2 separate regions of the Anas platyrhynchos genome follow, and region 2 is linked to region 1. The links are chromatin contacts, called in public Hi-C maps. All regions are on one chromosome and are shown on one strand. The core of a region is the stretch at or near the end of the contact, and the rest is flanking DNA. Distances in the headings are between cores, read along the strand shown. Region 1 holds the start of SIAH1 (siah E3 ubiquitin protein ligase 1). Region 2 holds the start of DNAJA2 (DnaJ heat shock protein family (Hsp40) member A2).

Region 1 (5,742 bases), core at 2,169-4,668:
CTAAAGCATATGAATAGTGATTTTTTCTTCAGTAGTGTGCTAAGTTCTGAAATCACTTTTCTTGGGTGTAAAAGAGTTGGGAAATACTGATCAGGTGTTGAAAGTCTCTCCATCTTTGATGGCCCTTTCATATGCATTATGAGGTCAGAAATAGAAGGCAGTCCTGTTGTTCCCTCAACAGGAGTAGCAGCAAGAGCAAACTAAAAACATTAGGAACAATTTTTGCAGCATCTCAAAAAAAAATAATGAGGATGAGTAAATTATTTGAACATGGTTGTACACCCAAATGGGCAAAGCTTAAATTTTTTTCCTGAGTGGTTGAGGGGATGATTCATGCGTCAGGTGGGCAAAATTATTCTGACCAGCACATCTTTGCAAAGAAGCAGTGGCTCACCTACTAAGTCCTGTGTGTTCAGATATGGGCTTATCTTCTGGAGGGATAGGATCCTGAGGAGGACAGTAATAGTGAGTCTGATAATTCTTAGTTCTATGTTGGCATGAGACACAGAGATATAGGGTCATCTAATACCTAAGCATCTGTTCTAGAAGTTATCTGGAGAATAAAGAAAATGGGCCAAAACCTATACAAACTATCCTGTACCTCCTTTGTTTATCAGTATATTCACAACTGAAAAAAAAAAAAAAAAAAAAAAAAAACTGTAGCATACACAGATACAAATAAAGAAATATGGTTTTGTTTTCAGTTTTTGTCACAAGGAAGGAAGAAGAAAATTGAAGTATTGCAAAGTACTGCAGAGGTAGCAAAAGATAAATACCACGTTGACTGCTATCCAGTATGGGAGGTTTGATGGAATATGTAGAGTCTTCACTAAATGGCAATAAATTCAAGGGCTACACCAATGCCAGTAAATGCAAACGTGCTGTTCATTTCTGTTCTAAACATCCAATGTGAAAGGAATTAAAGAGGGATGTAGTATCAAGTGCGCAGTGGAGTAGTAGCTGATTACTTTTGTATGACACAAGAAACCTAGCTGGGAAGAGTAGCTATCTAAAACCTGTGATCTTACCATTTTTCCCAGATGGAGTACAGACTGATTAATGAAAAAAAGACTGAATTTGATAGCAGAAGCCTATTGATGGCCAAAGGTTCTTTGCTGCCCTTCCCCCATCCTTTTTCTAAGGTTCTGTTGTGCCTTCGAGTTCTTTGCTTCTCTGCTAACGGGGAAAGTGACAACCATGGTCGGTGTGGTTTGAATTTTCCTAGAACAAAATGGATGGAACTTCTGTAATGCTATGCTGTATGACAGAGCAATACCTAGGGTTGCATCTCACACTTAGAACAAAACCATCAGTGTCTTTCAGTTTTATTTTCACGTGTACTTAGGTTTCACTTACTTGCTGGAAATATAAACAGCCATAAAATCCTCTATTTCAGTGCACAACAGAACTAGCCCTGCGTGAAGAGCAGCCTGGAAAGCCTTCTTCAATCTAACATAATTAAAAATGCACCAGAACATTTTTTGTTGTTTTTGTGTGTTTTGTTTTTTTCTTAGAATTTTTTATGGCAAAGAAAATATGCTTTCCTTACACATGGAAGTTGGCCTGTGACATTCCTTTATCAACTGTACAAAGTACCCAGAGTGGAATGATCAAAGGAGAAGGTAAAGTCCAAGTGTGATGTCCATAAGTCTGAATGTACCTGGAATGTTCCTGATGCCTAGAATAAACTAATTTTCAGAGGTGGTACTTATTGCTAATACAGCTTTCAATTTACTGATATTTCCACTGAAAGGAATGTTTTTTGATCCTGCTCAGAACTTCCTTGTTGTCCAGGCTAAGACATTTATAATTCCAGGTAGGTGTAATTACCTGGCAGAACAGCCCTGAGTTTACCAGCAAAATATTTTTAAAAAATAAATAAAAAACACACCACAATGTGTGATTGCCCAGCTCAATAGTAAAATAATAAAATATCGCAATCACTTGAGTACATTCAAGTAGTTGTCTGTGTGATAACTAACATGTAACTGTGGTTTAGCTGTGTTGTGATCCTTGTGTAGAGAGAGAATTGCAATTCAGATATCTGTTGTGCTCTGGATGTGTCAGTCCGGGACCACCATAATCCTAAATAATGATCTTGGAGCTCTCTGCTTCCTGCAATGTTCCAGATCCTAGATAGCTCACACTTCAGATATACATGTATTGCTGGGTTCTGTGCTGGCAAAAGAAGTGTACATTAGGTGATGCGGTTTTGCAAGCAAGTAATACACCGATGGTGAGCCTGAACTTGTCATTCCAGCTGAACCTGAGCTAATTCCATCAAGTGTCCTTGCACAGTGCTTCCCAGTGTCCCCTATAATTTGGTATCTGGGCATTTTTTTTCCTACCAGCATTAATGTTTTGTGTGTTCCAGGCATCTTTCCCATCATCTTGGAAAACAGAGTTGACTATACCTAAGAGGAAAATGTAAATCAGTTTGAAAATATGAAGTAGACTTGTATTTACTGCAAAATACTAGTGTATCTCCTAATGGAAACTTGTATGGAAAAAAAAAAAAAAAAAAAAAAAAAGCTGTCAAAATATTGTGGTATCTGTGAAAGCTGTTCTTTGATAAAAAAAAGTTAAGATGAAAACCATAATATGAGTAGGTAAAATCTCTAGGAAGAGACTTACAGAAATGAACGGAGCAAAGTCAGGGTTCTTGCTACACATTAACACGGAAGCATCATATAGGTCCACTTGCAAGTTTGCTGTTTGAGTACCTGCTGGCAGCAGGTAACTCACTGGCTATATAGCAAATGCCCATGTGTTCTTTTTGCCTATGAAAAAAAAATAATGATAAGTTAACAAAGTAATTGTAAATGACCTTTTGTTTAACACAGAGAATGAGCATGCAGAGGGTCATTCTGTAGAGTAAATATTACTATGTAACTCCAATTTTTTTTTATAGACAGATCTGAGAGAATGCTTAGATTTTAATGGGTGGAAAACAAGGGGAAAAAATGGGCTAAGATGTGAAGAATTACAGAATTGCAAGGTTTATTTATTTACTTATTTTTGCTTATCGCCCAAAATGTTCCACACAGATGGTCAGCATAATAATTCCCATTTTTCAAATGGAGACAATGGGGCACAAATAAGAGCCAACTACCTAAAACCACGCAGTATGGTGAGTGGAAGTGGTGACTGAGAGCCAAGCTTTGCCACAGCAATGGCCTACTCTGTAAATTCTCCTCATCCCACTACATCCCAGTATCTGCTGTGTCTAGGCAGATGTCCAGTACTGCCATGAAAGTTTTCCCCAGCTGGCTCTGGCATCGTTCACCCCACAACCAGCACCACCGCAGCCCTGCTCCTGTGAGAGGCCTCTGAGGGCGCCCATCTTGTTTCACCTCAGGTGAGCTGTTGAGAGGGAGGGAAAAGGAGCGTCAGGAATCAGGAAGGCTGGGAAATGGCCGATGGCCAACATGTCTCAGCAGAAGGCTTTGCAACCTCATATGGCAGCCTAGGCAGCAGCTGAGCTGGGTTTTTGTGTGTTGGTCCAGTTTTGCAGCCAAAACAGGCAGGGTGAGGGCGAACGCAAGACCCTGAGGGGAGAGAGGCTGCTGGGAAGCTGGTAGGGGACGGCAGAGCACAAGCCAAACCCCTGCCTGGTGGTGGTGGACCAGGCAGCAACTGCAAAACCCTCAGCCATGCACAGAGCAGCTCTAAGGTAGGTATGTGTTTTAGGTAAGCTTAAATGTCAATGCTGTGTCTGCTCTGGTAGCCCTGACGGAATACAGTAATGTCAGTACTAAACTGAGGTGGCAAGCTGTGGGTAGACTACCCTGCTGAGCAGTCTCCACACAGGTGTCAGAGGTCAAAACTGTACTTCTGTTTTTACTTAATTGATAAAAGAGATAATCAGATGTGTTTCCTGTTATGTCTATGATTTAATGCTGTGAACGCTGTGTAAACACCATAGCCATCTGTATTAAAGGTGACAGGTTTCAGTCTTAATACCTCTACTGGTAAAAGTTGGTTTGCCACAACTGAAGGCAGAGATCTGGGGAGTTGTTTTTCTTGTCCTGAGCGATGGAGCTATGCCTAGAAAATGTTAAATATTATGTTCTTATTCCAAAATAAATATGCATACTTGGACTTAATCAAGAATAGATTAATCACTTCAAAGTCACACAATTACTTGGTCAAGTGTAGACAGAATGCCAGCAGGATTTGGGGGCTTTGTTTATTTGTTCTTGGTTTAAAGGGGAAATGGCTGCTCTTTTTGTTCTGTTTGGTCTGGTGGTAGCTATTGGCTCCTTTAAACTGTCTGGAGCCTGTGTACATGTCTGAACACACTTCTTGAAGAACATATCTTCTTTCACATATGTGGATTCTGACCTCACACATTTTCATTTTTAGGAGCTGCTGTTAGAATATATGTGGCAATCGTTCTTTCTCTAAGGTCTCCTCTTACATTATACATTGTGCTCCTCAGCCTTTCTTTGCTGAAAAAATCACAGCTCAACCTAATCAAATTATGTTGGCTTGGGGAATAGGTTTTGGGGACACAGGATTCTCTTTTGTGTTTTCCAGAGAGAAGTTAAGGATTTAAGCGTTGTACTAATCCCGCCTGACTGCTCCTGGTTTACAGGCTCTGTAAGACAAACGCAACTTCCCAGTACTTCCCTATGACAGACTCAAGAGGGGAATACTTTGATAATAGATAAATTTTTCTCCTTTTACGTGCTAATAAATTAAATAAAAAATATCTTGATTAAAAGCAGTGTTTTGAGTGAAAGATAACAGGAACCATCTCCTATCAATGAGTAGTACAGAGTTATCTCCTTCCATCTGTTAATTTTTTATAGAATCTGCATTTCCGGGATAAAGTCTTTGGTCACTGATTCCTGGTAGGAGGACAAGTACAGGAATTTTTTGTAAATTGAAGAGTTTGCTCTTGCAAGAAGTTTGTTCTCTGCATTTTAAGGTATGCATTATGTAATATAACTAATTTTATCAGGTTTTAAGTAAACAAAGCTACAAATAAATCCTAGGATTCCATGCTGGTGCTGCTGTTTTTCCTTTCTCTGTCAGTGCCATATTAGGATAGTCTGTTTTTTTGAAAGAGCATTTCTGAACTGCCTTTTGCAACAGCAGAGGAAGTGCCTGAGAAAGTTCCATGAAAAACAGTGAATCACGCAGTGTCTTTCTAATTCTGACAGTGTTTCCTTCTGTTTCGCAAGCTCTCAGGCAGTGTTTGCTATGAATGCCTTACTTGCTGGATTTTTTTGTAGTTGCATCCAATGCTATTTTTAGATCTGGGTCTGATTTATGTTCTGAATGCTTCTGTTTTACTGGGAAGTTTGCAGCTCTGCTACAATTCATGAATATGACCTGTTATTTTAATAAATTCTATTTAAAATAATAACTACCTTGCAGATTCAAATACTACATACTCTGCAGTGAGAAGCTGTATAAACTCTGGTAGGGGATCCTGGTATTTGGAGGAGTCTGGTTATAAAATTGGGTGTGTCTCTGATACGTGCAGATTCTCCCTTTTATCACAGAACATAAACCCAAGGGCCTTGCAGCAGTGCAACTAATCATGTTTTATGTATTTTAGTGCTCCTGACAGCTACTGTGCACACTCAGTTTCACACAAATATCTTGGTATGTAAACCTATGGACACAGCAGAAATACCACAATGCTCAATCGAAAGTAAAAGATGATGAATTTAAAAACATAGATGGATTTTAAGATATGTATGTTTTTCACTGTTGTTTGTATGCACTTAT
Region 2 (5,588 bases), core at 1,439-3,938, 450 kb after region 1:
TCTTTGTAAAATGCTTCACCTGAAAAATGAAACTCAACTTGTACTGTACAAATAACACAAAAAGGTCTGAAACAAACTGAGTTTAAATGATCCCTTTTGGAGCCTTTCTAAAGCCAAAACAGTACCTTGAAGAGCTAAGAAATATGCTATTTAAAACAAACAAACAAACAAAAACTTCATATGGCAACTGTTGTAGTTTTAACATAGCTGCTTTTCATCACATTATGTGAATATAAGTAATATTAGAAACTAAATGATTAACTTACCTGGAGGAAATCAATGAAGAAATAACAAATAACAGTAATAATAATAATACATACAAGAGAAAAATAAACACAACGTGCAAGTGTTAAGAAAAAGTAGGGGACAACTTTTCAGCTGTGTGCCCAAAAAGTTCCATCAATACAATTCATGAGTAGGGTGTAAAAGCTATTCAACTACATTTTGACTTAATACAAAAATAATGATCCAAGCTTGTGGGTTTTAGCTCTACTTCAAAATAGAACATAAAGTTTCATCCCTGAGGAGTTTTCTTATTGTTTATTGTACTATATATTGCATTAGCATTTGGCTATGTAAGACATAAAACAGGACTGTAGTAACAGGGATGTTTTTAGCAAAGGAGAAGCAAGTATACAAACACTGCTTCTAAACTGCCTCATTAGCTTGGGCTCAAGCTGATATGCCAAGCTCACCTCCCATTCCTGTTATCCATCATTCCGCTGGTTTACATTCTGGCATGAGCGGTGAGCAAGCTGCTCAGCTCACTGGACGGACAAGCCTGGGCTGAATCATACTTGGTGAACATCATCCCTACAGACATAGATAGGAATGGTACCCCACTGGTTTCAGCTAGGTTACCTTTCCTGATCTTCAGTTTTTGCTTTTGTTTTGTTTGTTTTTAAATGCAAAGACACAATTGCATGCTACCCTATGGTATTTTAAATATTGCTTGTTCCAGTCCTACTGATTCTGCTTAGCTCCTAAACACATCAGGCTGATTTGCAGAAAAAAGTGCCCCTCTACAGCCTTATAACTTTTCTTCCTACCTGACTGCCCACTAATAAGAAAATCCTGGATGACAAAAAAAAAATAAATAAAAATCTAGAATCATACAAATCAGTGAGCACAAAGGAAAATCACCAAGGCAGGTGTACATGTCAGACATTTTGTAAAGTAGCTGACAAGTCTAAATACAGCCTTACCAAAATACAAGATGAATTTAGGTAGTACAAGACATGGGTAAACTAAATGTTGAAGCCTTACTAGCATCAGCCACATATGTTAATCCATACACTTATTGAAGACTGTGCAGACAACTTCTGAAAATACTGAAGAAACATACCTCTTCTTATTATTTTTTTTTCTTTCTTTCTCCATGTCTCTGAGCTAGACTAATAATTAGAGTCTATGCGACTGTCTTTCCAGTAGCTGTTTTCTGTCCTGTCACTGTTTTCCTCTCTCTAAAGAGAGTCTCCATTTCCCTTTGAAGTTCTTGACTGCTGCCACACCTACAATACCAAAGGCAGATATTACAATGACGTACTAAACTAGATTGTGCCAGACTTAACAAACCCAATGATGGAATTTAGGGTTCTGTAAACAAGGAAGGAGCAGAGAAACCAGCAGCAGACTGCATTTCCCAACACAGCCATTGCAACCACAAGCTATAGCAAGGAACTAAAGATGAAGTCTGCCTCCAGATGATGAGGAAAGAAGCCTCCAAGTGCACAGATCTGCTCCCCTGAGGCAGAAGGCCTACTCAGATCTCTATACCTCAAACACATGAATCACTTCAAAGCACTTTTTCTGTGCTCTCTCTCACGGGCCAAGTCATTTATCCACCCCAGCAGACTCCCCCCCAGGGCCTGCCATCACCCACCCGGTCCTTCTGCGTGCCCTCTCCCAGACACGCTCTAGGCTCGCCCCGGGAGCAGCCAGAAGAGTGTTTTCAGTCCCCTGCCATCTCAGGGGCCCGGCCCACAGCCGACTCCACCTCAGCCGAGCACTGCCCACAGGTTCTGGGGCTCTCTGGTGGCCACTGCTTGGTGAGGGGCTGGTGGCCAGGTGGCCGCACCTGAGGAGGGGCACCAGGTGAGGAGAGGCTCGAGCTGCTGCCACAGTGAAGGGACTAAGCACTATGAAGCACAACGGGGCTGTTTATTTGCTGGCTAGAAGTGGTGTCTCTCTGGGGCACCAACACTGCTTGAGCACAACTAAACAATCTAAACGATGTTTAGATGTTGAACTTAGTGATACGGTTTAGCGGGGACTGTTAGTGTTAGGTCAGAGGTTGGACTCGATGTTCTTGAGGTCTCTTCCAACCCAGACAATTCTGTGATTCTGTGTTCCTCTGAGCCACTCCAGGCCTGGCACCTGGTACTTTTTTGAGATAGCAGGAGCCGAGCAAAACCCTCCAGCACAGCGAGCAGCTGGGCACCCGCGCTATCTATAACCGACGAAGCCCCAGCACCCCGCGCCTGCAGACGAAGGACGCCCCTCAGGCGCCGCCCCGCGGGGCTCCGTCCCGCGCGGCCCCCTCCCGCCTCCCGCCCCGCGGCCGCGGGTGCCGGCGGCGCCCCCTGGCGCCAGGCGGCGGCACTGGGTCAGGCGCCCGAAGTGGGCCGAGGGGGCGGGGCCGCAGGGGCGGGGCGGGGCGGGGCTCCCGCGGCCCCTCCCCTCGCGCCCTCCCTCCCGGCGGCGCGGCGCGGTGACGCGGGGCGTGTGCGCGTGACGTCGGCAGCGGCTCTCGTCCTGCTCCCGGGCTCGCCCTCGCCGCCCCTCGGCCCGCTCCGGCCCCGCCGCCGCCCGCTGCCGCCATGGCGAACGTGGCCGACACGAAGCTGTACGACATCCTGGGCGTGCCGCCCGGCGCCTCCGACAACGAGCTCAAGAAGGTGCGGCCGGGCCGGGCCGGGCGGCGCCGCCGGGGCTGAGGGAAGGCCCCGGGCTGGGGGGGGGGGGCGGCGGGGCCTGCGGGCGGCGGTGTGAGGCCGGGGAGGGGGCGGGGAGGGCCCGGGGCCGGGTAGGCCGCGGGGGAGGGCGGCGGGGGGGGAGGAGGGAGCGGGGCCCGGCGGGGCTCCCCGCGGCCCGGCCCGGCCCCGCCAGGTCCCCGCGGCGCCCGGGGGGCCCCCGCTCGTCTCGCCCCCGCGGCGCCGCCCGCCCGCCTGCCCGCCCGGCTCCGGGGCGGCGCTCGCAGCCGGCGAGAGCTCCTCGGGGAGGAGCGGGCGTGCGGCGGCAGGTGGGGGCCGCTGCCATTGTCTGCCCCACGTGTAGGCCTCGGTGGGGGCCGGCTCTGCTCACGGCTCCGCTCGTTTTCAGGCAAGGTGAGGTGAAGAAAGGAGCTCGGAGGGAGCTCGGGGCCGGTTCGTCGTTTACCGCATCCATTTGGCTCAGTGGTGCAGAAACCTTTTTCTTTTTTTTTTTTTTTTTCTTCCCCAGAAGGAATTAAGCACCGTTTACACGTGAGGGAGGATAACTAAGGAGGCAGTTTACTAGCAGTGACCTGCTTCGGCTGCTGGGTGGTGCTGGAATTACCGACTCCCCCGTCATGCATGTGCTAGCCCAGTTTGTGCAGGGATAGGCAGATGTAGTGTTGAAATAGTTTTAGAGGTGGAAGGCATGCGGCAAGAAGCTCCTGAACACAATCAAGTAGATCTTTTTTTTTTTTTTTTTTTTCCTTGCTAAGTTCTGCTAAGGGCCTTTGGTCTCCTGTAAGCACAAAGAACTTATAGCAGTCCTCCACTCACTAATCTCAATGTTCACTGCTGTATGTTATGCTTGTCTTGGCATGTAAAGTTTTGGGCTGCCCACAGCGGTGAGAAGTTCATCCATCTCTTATTGTCACAAAGAGATTGTGTGGATGCTTTATTCGTCTAATATTTTAACCTAGATATAAAAGTATAGAAAAGGTAAAACTAATAAAATATATAATAGCTTGATCAAAAGGGTCTGACTGAACACTGAGGAGTTAAACTAATTTCCATTGAAGCTGTAGTATGGTGTTCATATAAGCCTTGATTGTGGATCTGTTTCTGATTGATTAAGTAGTGGTAGCTTGCTTTTGGGCCATGAGTAGTCTAAAGGATTGCTCTAAACCAGTATGCTGCCAAAAGCCAAGGCATTAGCTCTCTTTATATTTTTCAAGATCACCATGCAAAAATCATTTTTAGCTGAATAGATAACATTATGTAGGTTTTCAGTTTAGATGTACTTTTTCACAATTATACTTCCTAAAATATGGGGGAAATCCATTTTTATTACAGAATATTCAAGTCTGTGGAAGATTAGGCTTTGTTACTGATGGTTAATTTCTGCTATAAGACCTATGAATTTGTTCTTTACTTTTACTGTGTTTTAGAATGTTTGACTCGTAATGTTCATTTTCTGTTTTGTTTCATTACTTTCTTATCAAATTTTTTCTTGGTTGCATGCGTAAATACAGAATATTTCAAGGTAATCAGTAAAAAGGTAACTGCAGATACAAAAAAAGGATTTTGATTTATCCCAGTACAAAATGATAAGTTGGGATCTCTATAAAGCTTTGTGTGTAAAGCTCTGTTCAAGCTGTAGTTCTATGGAGTTTGTTTATTTAGATGCTCAGTTCTACAGGAATAGAGCTATTAAAAAAAACACCCTTAAGAATTGGTGCGTTTCAATTATTTGCAGTTGCAGCACTGTAGCAGATTTTATTAATATGTATTATAATAATAAAAACACTTTTATTAACAATCAAGGGACAGATATTGGGGAATGTTGTGGTGGAGTGGGGAAAGAGTTGCAGTCCTTACTGTCAAAAGCTCAAATTGTAGAAGTCCTGTTATTTGCCTTTACCTCTAAGGTAAAAACAAAACAAAACAGAACTACTGCTGTAGAAAGTCATGGTCCTGAAAATCAAAACACTGGTCAAAAAAAGCATACTGAAAAATCTTCCCTGGAAATCTGGCTGTACTTACTCCTCCAACTATTTTGGAATGATGAAATTAAAGAAAAGCAGTGATCTGTGCGTTCTGCACTTGTAACTCATACGCGTATTTCAATGTGAGCTGAAACTTTCCATTATTAGTAGGTAAGGAAGAATAAAAATTGATGCGGGGATTGACTGATAGACTTGGGTGAGAAGCTGAGGCAGCCATTTTGTTGTCTTGCTGTGACTGAGGTGAGAGGTGAATGGGTTGAAACTTAGGTTGTGGATTTTGAGGGGGATCTGTAGAGTACGTCATTTTAATGAAGCACATTTTCCAGTGTAGTTCTTAATGCATGTTAATGAAAAGAAGCAGGCAGACTAGTTCTAGCTATCATGTGCTGTAGTTGTGTTTAAATCCGAGACTGAGTAGTTAATTTATGCCTATAGTAAAGTCAGAATTTTTAATGTACAATTTCAATGTATGAGTCACTTCAAAACATTCATTTTTTTTCCACTTTATTAGGGTTTTCTTTCTTACTGAAGACACTACTTGAATTTCTCAGAAAAGAATAGATTATTCAAGACTGAAACTAATTTTGTACCTCTTTCAACTAGGCATACAGAAAGCTGGCTAAGGAATACCATCCTGATAAGAATCCAAATGCAGGTGACAAAGTAAGGC

What was found. A called contact is a pair of places that touch in the nucleus more often than the background predicts.
Region 2: a contact with region 1 is called in a Hi-C map of F5 follicle, with 2.8 times the contacts expected there. The contact joins the promoter of DNAJA2 here to the promoter of SIAH1 in region 1. A contact is called at or near these places in 3 of 8 Hi-C or Micro-C datasets (F5 follicle, liver and skeletal muscle).

The regions. Positions count from the first base shown.
Region 1 is chr12:18,532,477-18,538,218 of IASCAAS_PekinDuck_T2T, forward strand. SIAH1 (siah E3 ubiquitin protein ligase 1) reads left to right here and starts at 3,419. Exons shown (of 3, transcript XM_072043873.1): 1 at 3,419-3,673.
Region 2 is chr12:18,979,812-18,985,399 of IASCAAS_PekinDuck_T2T, forward strand. It overlaps DNAJA2 (DnaJ heat shock protein family (Hsp40) member A2), which reads left to right and starts at 2,689. Exons shown (of 9, transcript XM_038185520.2): 1 at 2,689-2,897; 2 at 5,522-5,581. The coding sequence starts at 2,820.